Linked DNA regions of Mus musculus: regions 2, 3, 4 and 5 are each linked to region 1. The links are chromatin contacts, called in public HiChIP or PLAC-seq and Micro-C maps. All regions are on one chromosome and are shown on one strand. Each heading gives the region's core, a stretch centred on a gene start, on an enhancer-like site or on the middle of the called end of the contact. The rest is flanking DNA. Distances are from core to core; before and after follow the strand shown.

What was found. A called contact is a pair of places that touch in the nucleus more often than the background predicts. HiChIP or PLAC-seq counts read pairs in DNA pulled down with a chosen protein or histone mark.
Region 2: an H3K4me3 HiChIP or PLAC-seq map of embryonic limb bud shows a contact between it and region 1, with 3 times the contacts expected there. The contact joins the enhancer-like site here to the promoter of Lin28b in region 1. A contact is called at or near these places in 2 of 115 datasets of contacts at active chromatin or transcription factors (embryonic limb bud and pro-B cells).
Region 3: a Micro-C map of embryonic stem cells shows a contact between it and region 1, with 6 times the contacts expected there. The contact joins the promoter of Prep here to the promoter of Lin28b in region 1. A contact is called at or near these places in 5 of 484 Hi-C or Micro-C datasets (the G1E-ER4 cell line and embryonic stem cells) and 1 of 115 datasets of contacts at active chromatin or transcription factors (embryonic midbrain).
Region 4: a contact with region 1 is called in an H3K4me3 HiChIP or PLAC-seq map of stem cell-derived neural progenitor cells, with 13 read pairs. The contact joins the enhancer-like site here to the promoter of Lin28b in region 1. A contact is called at or near these places in 1 of 39 promoter capture datasets (pre-B cells) and 2 of 115 datasets of contacts at active chromatin or transcription factors (pro-B cells and stem cell-derived neural progenitor cells).
Region 5: a contact with region 1 is called in an H3K4me3 HiChIP or PLAC-seq map of embryonic stem cells, with 4 times the contacts expected there. The contact joins the promoter of D030045P18Rik here to the promoter of Lin28b in region 1. A contact is called at or near these places in 10 of 39 promoter capture datasets (the C10 cell line, cranial neural crest, embryonic stem cells and 6 more), 8 of 484 Hi-C or Micro-C datasets (the N1E-115 cell line, cerebral cortex, cortical neurons and 3 more), 6 of 115 datasets of contacts at active chromatin or transcription factors (differentiating embryonic stem cells, embryonic stem cells and stem cell-derived neural progenitor cells) and 1 of 9 other capture datasets (embryonic stem cells).

The regions. Positions count from the first base shown.
Region 1 is chr10:45,468,552-45,472,573 of GRCm38.p6, forward strand. Lin28b (lin-28 homolog B (C. elegans)) reads right to left here and starts at 1,650. Exons shown (of 5, transcript NM_001031772.2): 1 at 1,500-1,650; 2 at 486-667. The coding sequence starts at 1,509.
Region 2 is chr10:45,892,035-45,896,056 of GRCm38.p6, forward strand. No RefSeq gene overlaps it. Among named protein-coding and RNA genes, the nearest start is that of D030045P18Rik, 86 kb to the left of the region's middle. Within about 2 kb of position 2,062, at least 32 of the 459 cell types and tissues checked have an H3K27ac peak or open chromatin away from gene starts, as enhancers often do. A contact at or near this core is called in embryonic limb bud, where this site is marked.
Region 3 is chr10:45,065,490-45,069,511 of GRCm38.p6, forward strand. It overlaps Prep (prolyl endopeptidase), which reads left to right and starts at 1,727. Exons shown (of 15, transcript NM_011156.3): 1 at 1,727-1,886. The coding sequence starts at 1,842. It also overlaps 2310075K07Rik.
Region 4 is chr10:45,101,287-45,105,308 of GRCm38.p6, forward strand. The region is part of intron 6 of Prep (prolyl endopeptidase); the gene reads left to right. Among named protein-coding and RNA genes, the nearest start is that of Prep, 36 kb to the left of the region's middle. Within about 2 kb of position 2,130, at least 55 of the 459 cell types and tissues checked have an H3K27ac peak or open chromatin away from gene starts, as enhancers often do. A contact at or near this core is called in pro-B cells and stem cell-derived neural progenitor cells, where this site is marked.
Region 5 is chr10:45,805,753-45,809,774 of GRCm38.p6, forward strand. It overlaps D030045P18Rik (RIKEN cDNA D030045P18 gene), which reads left to right and starts at 1,952. Exons shown (of 3, transcript NR_040624.1): 1 at 1,952-2,204.

The DNA of each region.
Region 1 (4,022 bases), core at 400-2,899:
AGCCCGCAAATGACCACAGAACAGACAGTGATAAACTAGTACAGGTGGTACTGTCATTAGAAGTATCCAAAAGTAGGGTGCCTATCTATACTTTCTTACAACAAGCCAACTGGCTGTGGGAAACCTCAGGATCCCAGGGTTTCTTCCTGCACTTCATGTTCATTCATAAGTCCAGGCAATGTAAGCCAATAGTAAGGGGCGCTTCCAGAATGCAATTTCCTTGTCGAATGAAGGGAAGGTTTATTAAATAATATCAACTCGAGTTATGTTGTACCAGTCAGTGAAGTACCAGCCTTCATTTTCTATTTATAAAAATATACCCCAGCAGGGACACATCTGAAAACTGGACAATCACCTGATTTTTATCGAATATTTCCGTATTACAATACACTTAAAAGCACATTTTTCTATATATATTAACATAACTACACACCAACTCCCAAGCATGGAATCCGGTAAAAAAGGGATTAAAAAGTCTGGCTTACTTGGTGTACAAATACATCCACTGGAATATCCAAGGGATTTCCCTCTCGACTTATCATGGAGATGAATCCGAATCCCATGCGCACGTTGAACCATTTACAGTGGCCAGTGCCATGCAGAACCTGGGGTTCGTCCTCTGCCAGCCCGGGCAGTTTTTCTGGCTCTTCACCTTTGCTTGCCCCGCCTGACACGGAAGAGGACAAAAGTCAGTTAGCCTGCATTTCTATACAGTGCTCATCTAAACAAAAAGTTTTGCTTGGGAAAAGAAGACATGAAGATTAAAAACAAAAGGTTGGCAAACATTTTCCTTCTTAAAAAAAAAATTGAAACAAAAAGGGTTAAAAGCAAAGCCAGGGAGGGGAAGCCACATTGCTGCACTGCTCACAGCAGCTTCCACGTTTCCGTACAGCCGCAGACTTTTTCATCTGGCTCCTTTCTCGGCAACATTCTACGGTTACAGCTTCTGACACTTCACTCACAGGCTGCTGATCTAATACTATTCCAATTTACAAAGAGTAATTTTTCAGCGAGATTGCTTTTCCTAGCAAGGAGAAAGAAAAAAAGAGAAATCCTAAGGATGGCTGGCTACTGGTTAATGCACATGAGGCAGACGGGAATCCCGGGGTATTTGCAATGTGCGTTCCCCTCCCCCTAACTTTCAATTAAAGTTAGGGTAGAATGGGGGAGGGGGCAGGTGTATAAAAGTTTTCTTGAACTCACTAACTGAAACTACACGTAATCACACACACACACATGCACACACACACACAATTCAAACAATAGCCCTCTGAAAGCTTTCCAAGTTGTGAATCAGTGTGGGCGGTACAAAACATTTTGGAGATCTGTAACAATAGGTTTTGCCAAAGCCCCACGGCACTCTAAGGGGGTGGGGAGATAATGCCCAGTATTAGGGTAATGGGGGAAAGGAGAGAAGGGGTGAAAAACTACGTGGTGGGGAGAAGCAGGGGAGAAAAGAAGAGAGGAATCACAGTAAAACAATAGAAAAGAAAATTAACCTTCGGCCATGTTGCCCCACCGGCCCTCAGCTTCAAACTCCAGAGATGAAAACTTTCCCTTTGGACCGGAGTGATCTTCAGCATCAGTCTAACATCTTGATTTTGTGCGATCACAAATTTAGTTCGCATGGTCTAATGTGCTTTCCTTCTTTTGATTTTTTTCTCTTCTCTCTCCGGTTTCTGGCCCCTGAGCACACGTGACTCTGTCAATTACATGCTTTCTTGCTACTAATTCACCTCGGATCCTTAAGGGGCTGGCAAGAGGAAGAGATAACCAATCGCCATTTCATCTGTGCTGACATCAAAATAATTTATGAATGAGCACGAAAAACTCAAACATGTTATCTTAAAGACAATCTGGGACGCTTCTTTATGATTAATCAGAATGCTGATTTTGTATTATTTAAACGAAGGGCCCTTGTGAATCGCTGGTTTAAAAAGGCAGTGTATGTGCACACGCCTGCTCTACACACAAGCTTCTCTAATCTCATAGGGGAGCCATTTAAATAAAGCAACTGATGTTATTATTCCCCACATATATACACCCCATAGGGATTCTGCTATTTCACAGCACCAAACCACCTTAGGGACATTAATATTTAATTTGTAGAGGAAAATACGCAATTCTTAAGTCCAAACTTAAATTTAATTATATAACAATTAACTTCAGATATTGGTAACATAAACCTACCAAAAGGCAAAAGCACAACTAATTTCAACCTGATTTTTTTTTCAATTTGAAATAAAATCCTACTGAAAAAAATCACTACTAATTTCCTATCAAATAGTGTTGCTCATATCTGAACATTTTTGAGAAGTATGAAGAAATTATACTTCACAGGTTTCTCCGACATCTCTTTCCGGGGGAGGAGATGTGATTAATGACTTCCTAAATTACAGCCCAGTTTTCCAGCCTAACGTAGAGTGAACCTCAATCAGCGGTGATTGTTCCCCAAGAGCAGGAGACTCAGCGCAGGGGGGGGGGGCAGGGGGGGCAGCGCAAGGAGGTAAAGAGGGATGCAGGAGAGGCGACTGTAAAGAAAAAAGCCTCCGCTGCTGGGGTGGGGGGTGGGGGAGGGCGCATAGGGGAAAGGTAAATCCGCCTAATATTAAGTGGACCCTGACATCTTAGAGGTCTACTGCCAGCAAGCAGGTCGGTCAAATGCATGAGACTGTAATAACGCAATGGGCTCCTCCTGTCCCTTCCTGTTGGCCCTCTGCATCAACACTTTTTGCTTTTCAAATTGTTTTTGTTGTGTTTGTAACCGTACTAACCACCTTATCGAATGTTTAAAAAAAAAAAACCAATGTATATTAACTAGAAGTGCTTTGTTTCTTTAAAATAAATTACCTGTTTTGAAACATTATAAGGCTTCCACCAGTCTTTCACTACCCCATCCCCCCATTTTCTTAAACAAGCAGTTTACAGAAAAACTGTAGATACCACTTCCCTTCTTCAAAGCTACCAGCTGACCCTCCCCCACCATGCCCGAACACCCCTCACCCCATCTCTCTAGCCAGCCCACACAGTGCTTCACACAAACTAAAATGTTGGGATTATGAAAAGTCCACACAGCACACCTATTAACACTCCTCCTCATGCTGAAAACCTAAAAATAATTGACTCAGATCTGAAATTAATCGATACATAAAGAAATAAATTATTTTCAGCTGTTTGTGATAAATGGTATCCAATCAAAACTGATCAATTTGGAAAGATTTTTTTTTTTAAATCTGGTCTTTCTTTTTTGTTCTCAGGAAGGAGGCAAGCTTTTATTTATTTTGAGAAGGATAACAATGTGCCAGCTGGTGGAGAGAAAAAAAAACCTTAAAATCCAAGGGATTTTCCAAGAGTAACAAGTCCCACATTCTAAAGAAGTTGTTTGCCAACCAAGCATTTACTAAACATTATCTTAATAGTAGAAATGGATTACTATCATACTTGTTATATTATACATTATAAACAATAAAAATCTAAATGTTATTTTTTGTAATTAAAATAAAATACCTTTTAAAAATCTAATATCAAATAACCTGGAAAAGTATCCAGGAAAATTGGGATAGTTTACCGGATATTTATGCAAAAGTCTCAAAAAGCTAACGGGCCCAGAAATTTTGGTTTCTGGTGAATTACATTTTATCTACAAGTTTGTTTTTAGTTATCGAAGTTTACTAGTAAGAATCAAACACACAGTAAATGGATTCTGGGTCCTTGCCTTCTTAAATCTAACAAATTTCTGATATACTTTAGTGTGTGTAAAGTAGGAATGCTTCTGCTGAGCCGGAATGGATGGTACAGTTATGGGATTCACAGTTGTACCTGATTAGGGGCCTCCGGTATTCAAAGTATTAAGGTAGGGTTCACCAGGCTGGTCACTGGTGTCAGAGGTTATCAATTCATTCATTTCCTGAGAGGGACATCAGCCTTTCAAGTTATGTGGAGGGTTTTTCCAATTGGGAACCCTGAGAAAAATCTCTAAAATTCATTGACAAAGAACTTAAGGCACAAGGATTTACATACCT
Region 2 (4,022 bases), core at 812-3,311, 420 kb after region 1:
TGATTTGGAAACACAGTGCTATGCCTGGAAATCGACCAGCTGGAACAATGCACATCACCACATCACACCCTGGCTCCTTCTCCTCCCCCTCCTCCTCCTCCTCCTGCTCCTCCTGCTCCTCCTCCTCCTGCTCCTCCTGCTCCTGCTCCTCCTCCTCCTCCTCCTCCTCCTCCTCCTTCTTCTTTTTTTGAGACAGGGTTTCTCTGTGTAGCCCTGGCTGTCCTGGAGCTCACTTTGTAGACCAGGCTGGCCTCGAACTTAGAAATCCACCTGCCTCTGCCTCCCGAGTGCTGGGATTAAAGGCGTGCGCCACCACGCCCAGCTTCCTGTCTCTTCTTAATGGGGATAAAATAAACCACAGACATCACAGAAAGAGAACACTGTGCATTTTCTACAAATTTGTGAAATGGGTTAAGGGATGACATTATTCAGTCAGGCTATTTGAGGGCACAGAGACAGCAGGATTGCTTTTTGCCTTGTTACCACAATGAAAGCTTCTGGGTTTCTCACTGCCTTTTTCAAGGCTGCAAGATGTGGTTAAGTCTGCACTCTGACTGCCCTGATTTGACTCCGGCCTCCACCATTTGGAACTAGCAGTCCTGGTGCGTTCCTCCACTCCCTGCCTTGGCTTCTTTGGCTGCAAGATGACCATAACAAAGGGGCCTTTATTCTGAAGCTGTTGTGAGCACATATTGAGTCAATACATACAAAAATGCTTACAATAGGTCTGTCTTTCTTTTGAGGTATCTTTCCTTAACATTTCTTAAGTAATAAAATAGTTCAAGAAAAAAAAATAAAACCTAAAGACCATGACAACCCCCATGATTAGAAACAGGTTTTCTGGCACATGAATGAGCCTTTCAATTTTCTTTATATATTAGAAATTCTTGATACTTTTATTATTATGGTGGAAGAAAAAGGAGAAGGAATGAGATGTAGAAACAGAACTGTCAGATGAAATGGAAATTTCAGGAGAAAGAAAACCACTATTGCTTGTCTTCATATAGTTGATTGTCGCCGAGCTTAATTACAAAATGTATTTTTGGCTCCCTCACCATTTCGTGATTTCATTAAAGAGACACATAGTCTTTGGTGCAACATGAAGGACCAAAGAGCCTATAAGAGTTCAGAAATCTAAATGTTTCTACAGGATGCACGTTGTTCTCATAAAAACCAATTATATCTGGAAGAGAAAGAAAACAGGTACTATTCTCTAACTTCTTAGGGCATATCTATTGGTGGCTTTGTGGCTGTTACTAAAAAGGTTTTGTATGGAGCTGATGATAGAAATTGCTGTAATTCCCTTGGCTTCATCTGAAGTTTTGTTAAGTCATTTGCCCCTGTAGTCTATAACCTGATGTGGTTGTGTCTACTCTCAGGCACGCATGAATGACTTCTGTTGAGATATTTGTGTGTGTGTGTGTGTGTGATAATGTGTGGATTTTTACATTTCAAGGACAGTAGTGAAGTTTCTAGAACTTTTCTCTTTGAAAATGTAGAGGGTAGAACTATCAGTAGCTACGGGTAGAACATAAAATTTGTAGGAGTAATTTTTATTGTAAATGAGAATATATTATGATAACAACTTTGCAAATGACACTGGTAAAGTCAACAATTGCTTTGGGTGTGTGAATGTAAGTGATGTTTCAAGAGAGAATAGACTTCTTTCACTTAATCTATTATCAATGACTTTTAAAGAGTTGTAGTCTTCAAGTCCGTTACTCTGGGAATTCCAAGGTCTGACTAATCTAAGGTTATTAGACAGTTTATGAAGTTTAGACTTTTACATTAGGCAGACCATAATCACTGAAGGGTTAAAGATGCGCTTAGGACAAGGAAGAGGGGCCTTTAGAGGCCATTTCCTCCACTCTCAGCATTCCTGCCTGGCAGGTTGAGTCACACCAGTCTTTATTAAATGATGCATAATTTGGTGATAAATTGGTTTAGCTCTGCCTGTTATAAGTCAGGCCTGAGGTTTCACAGGGGTCAGTGTAGAGGCACTGTAGCTGTTTCATGTCATTAGTGTTCAGCCTGCTGCCATGTGTAACTGCTCCAGCACATGTCTTTCATTAGTGGCCACAATGCATGCTTTGTGTGTGACCATCCTTAGATGGTAAAAGCTGATTTAGAGCATTCCCACCTTGCTTTTATGCCAATAGACTCCATCAGACCCACATGTGTGTACAACACAAGACTTCTGTCCTGGGGTCAGGCTTATTTCCCATTTGTATCATGTCCTGCCCTGCCTATCCAGGGTAGATGTTCTCTCTGAAGTTAATGGGTGCTGAGTGCTGGGTAGGACTCTTCCTCCTTACTGTACCTCAGAAAGTTCTTATATTCCCACTTCCTTTATAAAACTTTCTTTTGCTAAGTGGAAGACAGTGAGCTGAAACAAAACTCTGCCATGGACTTGTCCAAATGTTATTGTGTGCGCTGTGAGTCACCTCCATGTTAATCAGGTCCCAGAGGGCACATCTAGAAGCTAGCCCTGTTAAACTCATTTTGTGGTTTGACTACAGTAGCAAGGACACAGGCATTCTCTAACATGGGTTGAGATCACGTTTTCTGTCTTGGTCTCTGCACCTTATTCTTAGAAGTGTCTTTCACAGAGGATTAGATTTACTTGGAAACAAAGTAGTGTAAGTGCCTTTGGGAGGCTACTGGGAATACAGCTTTGAGTTTGGAGCCAGGAGGTCACATCTGGCCTCCATTATTCCTTTGATGTGAAATGTTCTCTGCTTTCACAGTTTAAAGGCACATATCATCATCCTCTCTCCCACTTGTTGGAGAGCTAAATGTATGTAAATGTGTCCGGTGGTGCTTAGCACACTGTTGGCACTCTTCACTCACTCACTCATTCATTCATTCATTCATTTTCATCTTATGTCTAGTATTCTAAGCATAGAGGATGAAATAGACAAACAGGAATTGTTCTAGTGGTATGAGAAAGATATAAACCCACTAAGTAAGAGTGTTATAGTGGAGGTCAGGCAAGCTAAGTGTAATGCAGGAAAGTTCAATTGAAAGTACAGTGATGCTTTGGTGTCTGAAGATAGTTCCTGACTATTGGGAGAATCCAGGAGAAAAAGGATACTGGCTTAGAACAAGGCAGTGGCATGCTAGTGATGCAAAGATACAGGATTCTGTGTACATTCCAAGTAAAAAGTAAGAAGACGACTATTCCAGAAAAAAATGGAATTGAAAGGCTCAGAGGTAGGTGAGCAAGTAAACTGTGTGCATATTTGTGAAGAGAGCATTCTAAAAATGAGAATCTGGATATATGCTTTTCCTGAGTGGTGGCACAACAGTAGATGAGGTACCAGGAGCCATGTCATGTAAGCATACTAGGTCATAGTGACAATGTCAGTTTTCATATGAACTGAAGAGTCACTGGAGGGTTTTGGTCACAGGAACAAGATGATCTAGTGTCTTACATTAACTTTTCCTGGAAATAGACTCTGAGATGTACAGTCACATGGAACATCCTTATCTTGGTCATGTTTTTAGTTGAAGAGTCTCTGAGGGACTGTCAGCAGAAATGGGCAGAGGGAGAAGCTGAATCGAACACATTTGCAACAGCGGCTTCAGCCCTTCCACAGCCAGTCCCAAATGAAGACAAAAGAGCTGCGCCTTTGCATGTTCACATCGTCCATGGGGAGGGAACAACCTCTAGGAGACAGTTCTCTTTGAGGGAAAATCCTAGAGGCAGATTCAAATGTAAGGCATTGCCATTTGACCTTGAATCTGCTGGGGCAGCAAGTGCCTCAGTTCTAATAGGGGGTCTGGGTGAGGCCCTACACACACACACACACACACACACACACACACACACACACGCTCACCTGCTCACATGCTCACACACACTCACATACACACACACAAACACATACACACACACACAGAGCATCTACTCCAGGTAGGTTTTTATTAGGACCAGTCTGGCTAGTATGCTGAGAATATTCTAGATATGGATAAAAGGCAGATGGCCAGTGTACTGGCTAGTTTTGTGTCAACTTGACACA
Region 3 (4,022 bases), core at 477-2,976, 400 kb before region 1:
AAGGGACAGCACAGATCTAGAACCTGGAAAACATGAAGGGTATACAACCAGGGAGTGCAGGTTTTCAGCTGTCGAGGTCCAAGGAGCTGGACACGTGGTTGACCCTAAGGAGAGAAAGTGAATGGTATCAGAGGCTCCATTCCTCCCTGAGTATTGTCATGGCTTGTGAGTTCCACACACCCACTGGGGGAGAAGGAATAATGGAAGAGTTGCCGCTAGCAGATCTGCTTTGGGCATGTCTGCGGGGCATTTTCTTGATTGCTATTTGATATAGGAAGGCCTAGCCCTCTAGGAAGTACCATCCATGAGCAGGTAGACTTGGGCTGTAGAACAAATGAGTTATGTTGACCTGTAAGCAAAAACAAATCCTTTCCTCCCTGTGTTTGTTTTCTTAGTCAGAGTTTTTTTTTTTTTTTTTAATCACAGCAACAGGGACAATGATAATAATGATAATAATAATAATGAGCTGCTGCTACACTTGTCAGTCTTTCTAGCATAAGTAGTCAAACTCAAGTTTCTCTTGCTAAAAAGGATGCCCTTGTAAACTACAAACAAACTGCATCTCTATGTGCCTTCTGAGGGGGAAGACGTCGGACAGGTAGAAATGAAATGTTAGCCTTCAGGGACTGAATCCTGGCTCTCTTTTCTTCTCCACCCCTACTATTTGTGAAACTGAGCAAAACAAAGTTCCAGTTTATCTCAACTGTAAAACTGGGACAATAACAGTTTTCAAATCAACATTTAAGGAGGCATCAACGCTTATCTGGGGATTCTCTGAGTCAAGTGTCCTTGGGATTATCTTTATGACGCACTGCACACAGAGATGGCAGGAGCTAGACCTCCTGGCAGCCCCTGGCGACTGGGTTCAGTAGTGCTAGCCTGCAACATGAGCCTTAATAGTTAGAAACCAACAGTGAGAATTCTCTTATAATGCAGACTTTTACTGATGGCCCTATCTTTCCCATGGCAAGTAGGAAGGCAAGGACACATTATACACATTGAAAATTGGGGCTACAATGCCTCTTCTGGGTGGTCTACAAAGGAGGCCCATGGATAGAGAAGTGTAGTCAGTCAGTCTTCATGATGGGTTTGAGATCAGGCAGGAGGTATCTTGTCTCTTTACAACTCAGGAACAGTGTTGCTCAAAATACAAAACCCGAAGCAGAAGGGAGGAGCCATAGGGTCAGACAAGGACCCTAGGTTACCATAAGTTCTCTCACCTCGCTCCCCATCAGTCAGTAAATCTCCAACAAGGGATCATCCATTGTCTTGGCAACACCTCTGAAGAACCTCTTCAGCCTGGAGGCCGAGCAGTCCGTGTCCATCAAGGGTTAAGGGAGGAAGCTGTACTTCCTTCACGATCACCTTGAAGCATTTCTTCTTCCATATACAGAGTGGCTGGTGGCAGGCAGGCGGACGGGCGGGTTGGGGAAAGCCGGCCTAGGTCAGGGAAGAGGCAAAGTTTTCCTTCCTGGGCGCGAAGGAGGGGAGGCGGCGTAGCGCGGGGCTGCGGGAGGCCGGTCGCCGAGCGGCGTGGCGCGGCGTCGCCAGCGTGCTCCTCCGTGCGCCCGGGCGCGGCTGGTGCTCCTGCAGAGGGAGCTGTGCGCCCGTTCCGGCGCCCGCGCGGCGACTCCGCTCCCTCTTGTCGCCGCTTGGGCCCGCCCGCCGGGGAGGGGCTCCCGGCCTTGCCGACAGCGTCTTCCTGCTTGGCGCACTGCCCCACCGTGAGTCCGCCCGTGCACGCCGGCTGTCCGCTCGCCCGCTCGCACGCCGCCCTCCGCCGCAGTCCGCGCCCAGCCTCGCCCGCACTTCCCCCCTTCAGCCCGCGCCCGGATCCGGCCATGCTGTCCTTCCAGTACCCCGACGTGTACCGCGACGAGACCTCCGTGAGTACCCCGCTCTCACCGCGCCCCCCGACCCGCGCCTCCCGCAGCTCGGTTCCCGCAGCCCCCGCTCGCCCCGCGCCGCTCCCCGGCCTTTGTTTGCGGAGCCGCCCGGGTCGCGGGGCTCCTCCCAGCCTGAACCTAGCGGGCGGCCTCGGCCCACGTGTCCACGCCCGTGGTCAACGCCGCTCGGCCCCAAGGACAGACCCCCCGGGCAGGCATGGGCATCTGGGGCCAGTGGGCAGCCAGAACGTACCCCTGTGCTTCTAAGAGGAGAAGCAGTCTGGCTTAAATATGGTGGTAGCACCAAGTGTATGCTGGTGTGTGTGCGTGGGAAAAATGATGTAAGATTTGAAAACAAAAGCAAACTTTGAGAACTTGGAATTTGCAAGTCCTTAGAGTTGAAGCTCATTCATTGCGCTTTAAGGCTGTGCTGTCCCGAATCGGGTGCCTGACGTTGGCTGCTGGGATGCAAATAAGGGAGGCAGTGTTGGGGAAGGAGCAGTGGGCCCACAGTGTGCTGGGGCCAGTCAGGTTCGCTTAAGAAAGGAAGTTAAGACGGGGTGGCCTTTTGCAAGGAAAGTTTTCCCCGCTGGGAGTTAACTGTTTACCTAAGCTGCAGGTGAACTGCAGGTAACTTGAGACCCAGGTAGTGAAATTCAGAAGTGTGTGTGTGTGTGTGTGTGTGTGTGTGTGTGTGTGTAAAAAGTAGTTTGGGACTTAAGTGGATTGAATCCAAACATTAGGACCCCAATTCCTGTAGTCACAACCTGGTTTCTCAGGTTACTTAAAATAGAATCAAAGTAAAAATATTTTTGTATAATACCATTCTATTTTTTTTCCTGTTTACTTTGATCTGGTTCATGACAGAAAATGTACTCTGAACTCAGCACATCACACATGGAGGTAAAGTCTCAGTGTTAAAGACCTTCTCCTTTTCAAGTGAACGTCCAAGTATCTGTGCTGCATTAATGGGTGACCCCTGGGAACCATGTTCTCAGTTGGTTTAACTGCTTGCTCATTGAATTCATCTTCAAGGGGACTGGTTAACTCCCAGACAACCTGAATGCTGTTGTTGGTGGCCCTCACTACCTGGGTGACATTGGGCAAGTCTTACCTGTTGTGAGTTCATGTGTGAGGCCCCCTTTTATACATGGACTATTAAGGCTGACAGGCCTTGACTTGTCATCTAGATGGCCGAGCTCTGCCGTGGGCCAGGTACAAAGATGTGAAACTGTTCCGACTCTGAGTCTTGAGTGTCTTTTCGGTTTTCAGGTTAGCATATGTACATGTATATATGTTACCAATAATATGTATTATACCTGTGTGTGTGTGTGTGTGTGTGTGTGTGTGTATAACTACCATTTTGTGGCTTTGATAAATATAGTCTTAGGATTTTCTTTTCTTTTTTGGACCCGGTAGTTGAGTGAAGGTAGTGTTGGCTCTTGCTTAATTTTTCCTTACTCCAATCTGCACCAGTCTTGTAGTTTATCAGTACTTAACAGTTCCTGAAAGGGTTAAATAGGGATTTTATGAAGTTTTCTAAAAGTTCACACACATCTGTGAAAGGAGTGTTTAAAATTTAGTATGCCCTGTTCCTTCTCACTGAAGGTCTCCTGATACCCCTAAGCCTGTAGTCTTGGTGAAGGAGGACCAGTCAGGTCTAGCCTCTGGTTTTACTGAGTACTGATGTTGACTTGATAACCTACCTTGGTGGCATTTTCCTACAGCGGGAGTTCTTCTACCAGAAGGCTTGACTTCATATTGGCTTGATTGTAGCTTTTGGATGGTTGGCCCCCTGTAGTATATGCTGGAGATTTCTGTAGTTCTGTCTCTCGGCGACCATCTTTCAGCCATGTTTATATGCGTCCCCTGAATATGGTATTTAAGCATGAAGCTCTTGTGTCTTCATGAGCAGAAAATGTCATGTACTGCCATCGCCTATTCCATGTCATAGTTATGTATCTAACAGGTCAGGGAATTTAGGCCTCCTACAGGACACTCAAGCCCTCATAAAGAGGTGCTGAGTGAGAGGAGAACACAGAAAAGGATGGGCTAATTTCTGTCAGGAGGAGGAAATAATTTTCTAATTGAGCTTGGAGTTGTCTGGCTAAGGGAGAATGGACGTTCCCGACTCTT
Region 4 (4,022 bases), core at 880-3,379, 370 kb before region 1:
GAATCGTGTTTTGCTTGGCTGTATTATTGTACTATCTGAGAATGCTGGCTGGTCTGACATATGCCTATCACAAATATGTAGGTTAGTCATATATGCTTGTATGTGTGGCTGCTTGTATGCCTGACACTGCCTCTTCTGCCACCCATGATCCTATCTGAAAACTCACCATGTGCATGGAGTTTGGCATTTGAAAGTTTTCCTCCATTGAGTGTTGGGAACAGACTCAGTATCCAAGTAATGCTGTTATGATTCAAAGCCGTTGTGAAAGGAGTCCAATAAATCCGGTAAAGGTTGCCTCCGAGGAACGTGGTGAACTCTCCAAGCTGTTAAAGCCCGTTTGCCTGCCTCTGTTAGCCTCCAGTCTCAGGTGTCACCGCTTTCTCTGCTCCTTCTACTCATAGTTAGTTCTCTGTTCCAGCATCCAGCACAGAAAGACGTGAGTGTTTTAGTCCTGGAGGGTGGCATCTGTCCGTCCTGAGACGTATGCTGAGAGTGAGTGCATTGCATATAGCCTGGGTATACACTAGGCAGTTCCCTGGTCATGGGACCGCATACCTACACTAGCACAAGCAGTTGTAAGGATGGGAAGTCTTAAGCAACTGACTTTAGAAGTCTGACATCTCCTTAGAAATTGTGGACGCATTTTCCTAAAGCATTCTGGGATCTACATTTCTTTCAGAGCTTTAACCATTAGTTGCTCCTCCCTGACCATCATACATCATGTTCAATCAACAATATTGACTGTTTGCATCTGTCTGTCTTAAATAGCTTAGTGTTAGCTCTCAAAGCCCTGCCCTGGTTTTCTGTGTAATCTAGAATCGAGTTCAGTGGCAGCCACTGGGTAACCCGTCAATAATCTGGTTGAATAAACTCGTCCTTAGCTGTGATCCACTGAGTACCTATGTTTGTGGCATGTCTTTGTTAGAGAAAATAGAAGCTGGGTGATCCTACTGAAATCAGCCACCTTTGGTGACACCTGAGTGCCCTCATCTACTCTGGGCAAATGAATATGCTTTATTTTAAGAAAGGTCTTGTTTGTGAACCTCGCTGTGGTAGCTCACTCCAGGGGTGAGACAGCACTCAACTCAGTCTCCATTTTATTGGTAGTATTTCCAAGTAGCTGGAACCAAGGCAAGCCCCAGATGCTAGCTTTCTTTTTGCCCTTAGTTATTTTCTAGTTGGGTTAAATCAGCACTCTAAATATAGGCCAGAGGACACCATAGAATACAGCTATCAGAATATTGACATATTAAACTTTGTAGTAGTAAGACTGGTGACTTTCAACTTTGATTCCTACCAATACCGTGAAGAAGGTAGGTAGATCTAGTATCAGAACATAACTGTCTCATTTATAGTCATTCTTGGGGTTTTGCTTGTGTTAATGTTTTATCAAGGACAAAAGTGACTATGACTTTAAGGAAGTTTGCAAGACTTAAAATCTTATAAAATAAAGGGTATGAAAACTAGAAACTTAGGAATTACATATTTCATAATTGGTCAGACTAGCATTACTGCTTCTCTTTTCCACACAGTGTTTTTAGTCAGATTGCTTTCAGAAAGCGAGGCTACTATAACTACTATCATACTGCTTAAAACAGTAATACTTTGTAGAGGAGGACTTAGGCTGTCCATCAAAGTCCAGACCCTGACTCTCTTGTTTGTTTGCTTCTTGATCCCCCCAACCCCACCGCTTATCTGTTAGAGTCAGAAAGACCTTATTAGCAGAATGTTTGTCTTCACAGTGATCTCTAAAAATCATCTTTAAAATAACCTTAAAGTATTCTAAGAAGCTAAGGAACTATTGTTCCTAATTAATTTTTAGTGGAGAAAGGTATTTTTTTCTAATCTGTACATTCAGAGGAAAATCATGTAGACATAGTTTTGAGATTGACAGCTTGAACGTTGAAAATACAAAGGTGTTTCCAGTTAGGCAAATTATGCGACTCTGTGATGATCACCAAGAGGACGACACCTGTCTTAACTGTCATTGTGACAGCGGTGTGCCCTGGGACCCCTGCCTTAGACTGACTGTGACCTGCTGGGGCTGTTAGTCTGGTGGTGCTGGGATGCTCCTGGGATACTCCAGAAGCAGCTGCTCGCCAAGGTCTGGTGCTCTCGCGCGAACGTTGCTGTTCTGTTTTTCCATTGACTGAGGCGCTGCAGCTGAAGGCCTGTCACTTGTGATTGATGTGGCCTGGCTCGAAGCAGCTGCACAGTTTCTGTCTGTTTTCAAAGGACAAGAGAACAAAAGCCTGAACTAATTAATGTTAAAGAGGCTGTTTTGCATAATATCTAATAAAATTATAATTGTGATTACTGATGCTTTTAATATAGGACTGTCTAAAAAGGTGGGGCTAACATGACGAGCATTAGTTTGTTAGCTTAGTAAAAGCAGAAAAGAAATGAAATGTGTGACTCTGATCAGTCGGAAGTGAAAAAGGGTCATAAAGAAATTGACTTTGAGGTGTAGTTGTACATACCTGTAATCCTAACACTCAGTAAGTGGAGCCAGAAGGACCAGGAAGGAACTGAAGGCCATCTGTGGTGGCATAGTGAGTTCAAGGCCAGCCTGAGCTTCATGAGATTCTGTCTTTAAAATATATGTGTGTGTGTGTATGTATGTATGTATGTATATGTATATTATATGTATATATGTATACACACACATATACACAGACACGCAACATGCGCGCACTCACACACACACAGGTCTGGGAATGAAACTGAGCATTTTATTCTCACCAAACTGAGGATCCAGAGAGACTGAAGGTGTGTGTGGTGGTGGCGACTTCCTGGGAAGAGTCACAGGGATTTGCTTTTGGATCACTCTGTGGCTTCTATCAGGATGCATGCGCATTGAATGGGGCTCCCTAATTCAGGCTGAGCTCAACACCCAGGAGCTATAAACCACTAACCGCTTGACAAGGCTTGGTGACAGCGTTATGACAAAAGTCACAAAGCCTTATCAGCACCTAGGGAGTCAGTGGTCCCTAGAGAGCGAGAGCTTGTGCAGTCAGGCTGCAGACCTGAGCCAGCAAAGCTGGAGAGCAAGTGGGAATGGGGCCAACTGGTTTGCCAGAAAATTAATTGATTCAAAACATTTTACAGGCAGATTAGAGAGAAAAAGTCCTGACGACGTTCCAAGTCACAGAGTCCAATTCAGAAGTCACCACATGGCCGATGAAGCACAATAATGTGACCTGGAGCCAGGAAAATCCTTAATCATACGGATAGATTCAGAAATGGCAAATGAGTTAGCAAAGACTTTAAAAATTATAGAAATAATTTACAACGGCTTTTAGAAAACGTTATACAGGACCAAGTGAAGCTCATTGTTTGACATGCCAAGATAGAGATGAGGGTGTTTTTAAAATGTAAATGAGGGGAAATGCTGAAAAAAAAAAAAAAGGTACTTTTGTTAAAATACACAAACCACAGATCCAAGGAGCACAGCAAATCCCAAGAACACTGTTAAGGCCAAGTCTGTAGTAATCTACTTACAAATAAGTGAAAGTAACAAGAAAATACCAAGAGCCTCCAGATAACACACACACACACACACACACACACACACACAGATAATGTCAAATGAAATGACAGCTCTGAGGCATTGCCAGTGAGCTGTGCTAAGGGGCCTCCCCCAGTGCTATTTTTAAAACTACAGACCTTCACCACATGTCCTGCCCCCTTTGCTAAGATTTCTTCCTATTATTTGTGGCACTTGTTGATGTGTAATATGTGGCATAGTTCCATGCTTACGTGTGATTGTCTCCTTCGTCTGGTGTGACATTTTCTGTGAGTTTACTGACACATCATTAATATACATAAATAAAACATGAGTTTGTACATATAGATACTTAGAATATGTCTATGAAATGACCAAATTAAAGGATCACAGGTAGAAAGTGTAGCAAGGCTCTTATACGGAACAAGAGTCAACAGTGTGACCCTGATATAGCTGTCTCGTGTGAGGCTATGCCAGTGCCTGGCAAATACAGAAGTGGATGCTCACAGTCATCTAT
Region 5 (4,022 bases), core at 702-3,201, 340 kb after region 1:
ATGCAACCACAGAGGTCCTTAAGAAAGACAGGAGATGAGGGTGGGTATAGCTGGTGCCATACTGGAAGAGGAGGTTGGGCTCATGAAACCATGAGCCAAGGAAAGCCCGCTGGCCCTGGAAATGAAAATTGGCAGGGACAAGTTCTCTTCTGAACTTCCAGAGGGAACGAGCTTGACAAAAATACACATCTTGCCCCCTAAGATTTACTTTAGACTTCTCATCTCCAGGAATGTAAGAATAAATTTATGGTGCCTTCAGCCACTAGGTGACGAGTGGTGCTCCTTAGCTGCAGTGTGTGTGTGTGTGTTGGGGGATGGGGGGGGGGAGAGCGGGTGGGGGTGGGGGTTGGGTGGGGATATGCCAAACTTGCGACAAGAGAGAGGAGGGAATGCAGGTTTTTGAGCAGCGTGGGCTAGACAGAATCAATTCACTGGTGAATGTTTTAATGACTAGTTTCTCCAGGTAGCATCGAATTATGGTGTATGAGTCTCTGTGTGCATCCGGTATGCACCTGTGTAATCTTGTGTATGTGAGTGTTACAAGAAAAACAAGTATTAATAAGAAATGTATAGAGGGGTTTTCCCATTCTCTGTTTTGTCCGTACCTGGGGTTCCTCCCAGTTGGGGAATTGGCCATGACACATACTGAAGAAGCCATATTGGTTTGATGTGTAAGAATGAACCTGAAACTACCCAGGAAAAAAGGCAAGTGAGCACTCTAGCCAGTGATCTGGGAATATGGTAGAGCCAGAATGAGTGTAGATGCTGCTGTGCCAACTAGTAGGTGTTGGGGTGAGGAGGAAGTCAGGGAATTTGTAGAAAGATGTAATTTATATGTCAGCCACTCCCAAGCTGCTCTCCTTTATGTAAATCACCAATCCCCAGCAAGTGCTTGGCTTTTCTGCCAACTTTTTATTTATCTGTTTGTTTATTTGGTGTTGGGAGTTGACTCCAGAGCCTTGTGCATGCTGAGCACATGGTCTGCCACTTAGCCACACTTGTCATCTCTTGCCAGAGGCTTCTCAGCCAGGTGTTTGAACCTGAGCTCTGGGCTGACACCAGAGTTGCTTGCTTCAGGCGCTGTTGATCTTCTCTCAGGACGTGACTTTGCAGTGCTTTTGGAGCCGAGGTTTGATGGGCAAGACCTCCCTAGCCTTGGCTCTCTGCTTCTGGACCTTATTTACCGGCCTCTCTGACCTTGCAGAAGTCAAACATCTGTCGTTCCTAATTTCTTTCTCTGGTCAGTCTCCCTGGCCTTTCCCGTGCCTTGGATGTTCCGCTCTGGAGAGCATTCTGTACATATTGATGAGCAGTATGTGGGAATTTGAGGGCAAAGTCAATGGAGCCTGTGTATCTGCACATAAAAGCTTACATCCTGGTACCACTTACTTGCCAGCAACCCAAGCCCGGTTCTGATTAATAACAGCTATGATTGTAACCAGATTCGCAGCATGTGGCCCAGAGGAAACAAAGACTGTGAAGCCAATTTCCACACAGGCTTCGAGACTGTCAGCGTGAAGCACTGACTGGGGGCTTCTGTGCGGTTTCAATTAGAGTTCTCTCTTTTCTATGCCCTCTTTCCTCTCCCCAGAGATTAAATACCAGTTTCAGCTTTGCTCTCTCCGTGTTATTGGGCTCTTGGGTGCTGCCTGCGTTTATCCCACCGTGTGCAGTGAGAGTTGAGGGTCTTTATTGTTATTTCCCCCCCTCTGTTGAGGTTTGGATAATGATTAACAGTTGGTCAGACAGGTCGTTCAAGGGGCACAGTTTGCTTCAATTCTACTACAGACCCGCATGTGGCCTGGCTTCTCAGTCCAAGCAATGTCCCTCGCTGGAGAAACGGACTCTGCCTGAGGATTTCTGTCTTGAACTGATAAGGTTGTGGGAGGACACAATGGGATTTCTTCTTAGGCTCCCAGCATCCAACAGTGCAGCATCCATGCGGACTTCCGTTGTCCTGCCAGAATTCCAGGAAACTAGGCAGAATGGAAAGTTCCAGGGCCTCCATGTGCCCCTCCCACAAGTACCCTGTGGACTAACACTGTATGCCTCTGCTCCGGCATACACGAAGGTGTAATTAAGTCTCTGGTGATTACTATTGAGAATGAATAGCACCGGAAGTGCAAAATAAAGCCGTATTCCTTGGTCTGAGGGAGAAGCAAGGATCAGTGTCAGCATTTTTTCCTCCCACAATGGTGAAACAGGTATGTCAGAGTTACCTTTTTTTTCCCCTTCTATGTGAATTTTGCGTGAGCAGAAAGACTTTCCAATATAAAGTCATTTACTAAACTGAGAGGAAAATTCTTAGATAGATGTCTATGTTTTGCCTGGTGGCTGACATGCAAGGATTATTTTGACAGAAAGTAAATAGCAAGGCAGTATGAGAGACTTGAGAAGAAAAAAAAATGGTTCAGCTCATGTGTTATTTAGTGAACAGGCCCAATCAATTTAACTTCCACTGCCAGAGGAGGGAGTTATGTGGCTGTATTGGGCAAGGCTCACAAATTATAATCAAGAAGTAAATAATATTGAAACCTTACAAATTGAATTTTTATTAAGAAATTCATCTCTGGTTACCTCAGGGTTTATAAAATTTTTTAGTACTTGTGGAAGAAGGCAGTATATCTCAATGTACAATACCAGATTGATTGGGGTGAGTAATTTTAACTTTTTAGGGTCAGAAATATACCTCACCTTTTAAAACAGGCTTAATGGGAAGGAAGCTGACAAATGTGCTATAAAAGACAGTCTATGCCTTCTTACATTGCCTTTTATCCACATTACCACTCCTGCTGTGGGTCCCATGTACTTTACAAATTGGGATTAATGGCTTTTTTTTTTGCATGAGAGTTTCAAGGTCACAATTTCATAAATCGTGCAAATAAACAAATCCTCTCTATCATCGACTCTGTGTACTTAACATTTTTATATTTATTACTTTCTGCATTTATAAGATACTGGAACTGCTATTAATAATTTGTATTTCCTGTACAGGCATATAGCTTAGCTCGAAAATGTGAGTGGAAACTTTAACACCACATTTTTCAAGGATGACCAAGTGGAGATGTTTTCTGTTCATGCACGGCTCATTGCCATAGTTTCTTCAGTTAAAGCAGAAATAACAGCAACTGACCTTTGAGAGTATTATATGAAAGGCATTTTGCATGTAGATTGTTATTTCAGAAAGCTATATATATCAATATATTATTGATAGCATGTTATAGTGAGAAGAATTCTAGGCCAAGTTTCAGGTCTTGCTATGTTATTAATGGCAGTGTCAGATGGGTTTTGAGTGACAATGTACCCTTGCTCTCAAAGTCCATGTCTCTCCATGCCTATCACCATTTAAAATATTTATTTGCTTTTGTTTTGTTGGTGTATGTTTCGCCTGCATGAACATATGTGCACCTTGTGCATGCCCCTGGCATCTGAGGGGGCCAGAAGAGGGTGTCAGATCCCTTGGAACTGGAGTTACTGTGTGCTGCCACGTAGTTGTTAGGAACTCAATGGTCCTGCCCTCAGTGGTCTTCACTGCAGAGCCATCCCTATAGCCTCGACAACCGTTTTCTCAAGAGTGTTATCCTGCTTTAGTTTTGCCCCATGGTGTCTGACACACGGGGGATATGATGAGAGGAACTTAAGGAGGGTTATTTCAGCTCACAGTTCAAGGGTATAGGCTAGCATGTTGGGGAAGTCCCAGCAGCAGAGACTGAGGTAGCTCTTCACATTGCAGAAAAGCAGCAAAGCGGAAGGGGCAGACACATGCATGCTAGTGCTCAGTCACTTCTGCTTTCTCAGGTGTAAGACCCACAGTGGATCTTCCTGCAACACAACATAATCTAGACACCCGTCCCACCCATGCTCAAGGTCCCTTCTCCCAGGCGACGCCAGATTCTGTCAAGTTGACAATTAACTCCAACCTTCACTCTTTTTGATAGAAAGAAAACATCCACTTCCCATTTGATTGACCACAGCAGTTCATATAGATCTACTTCTTTTGCCTGGGCAGTTAAGTGCAGTAT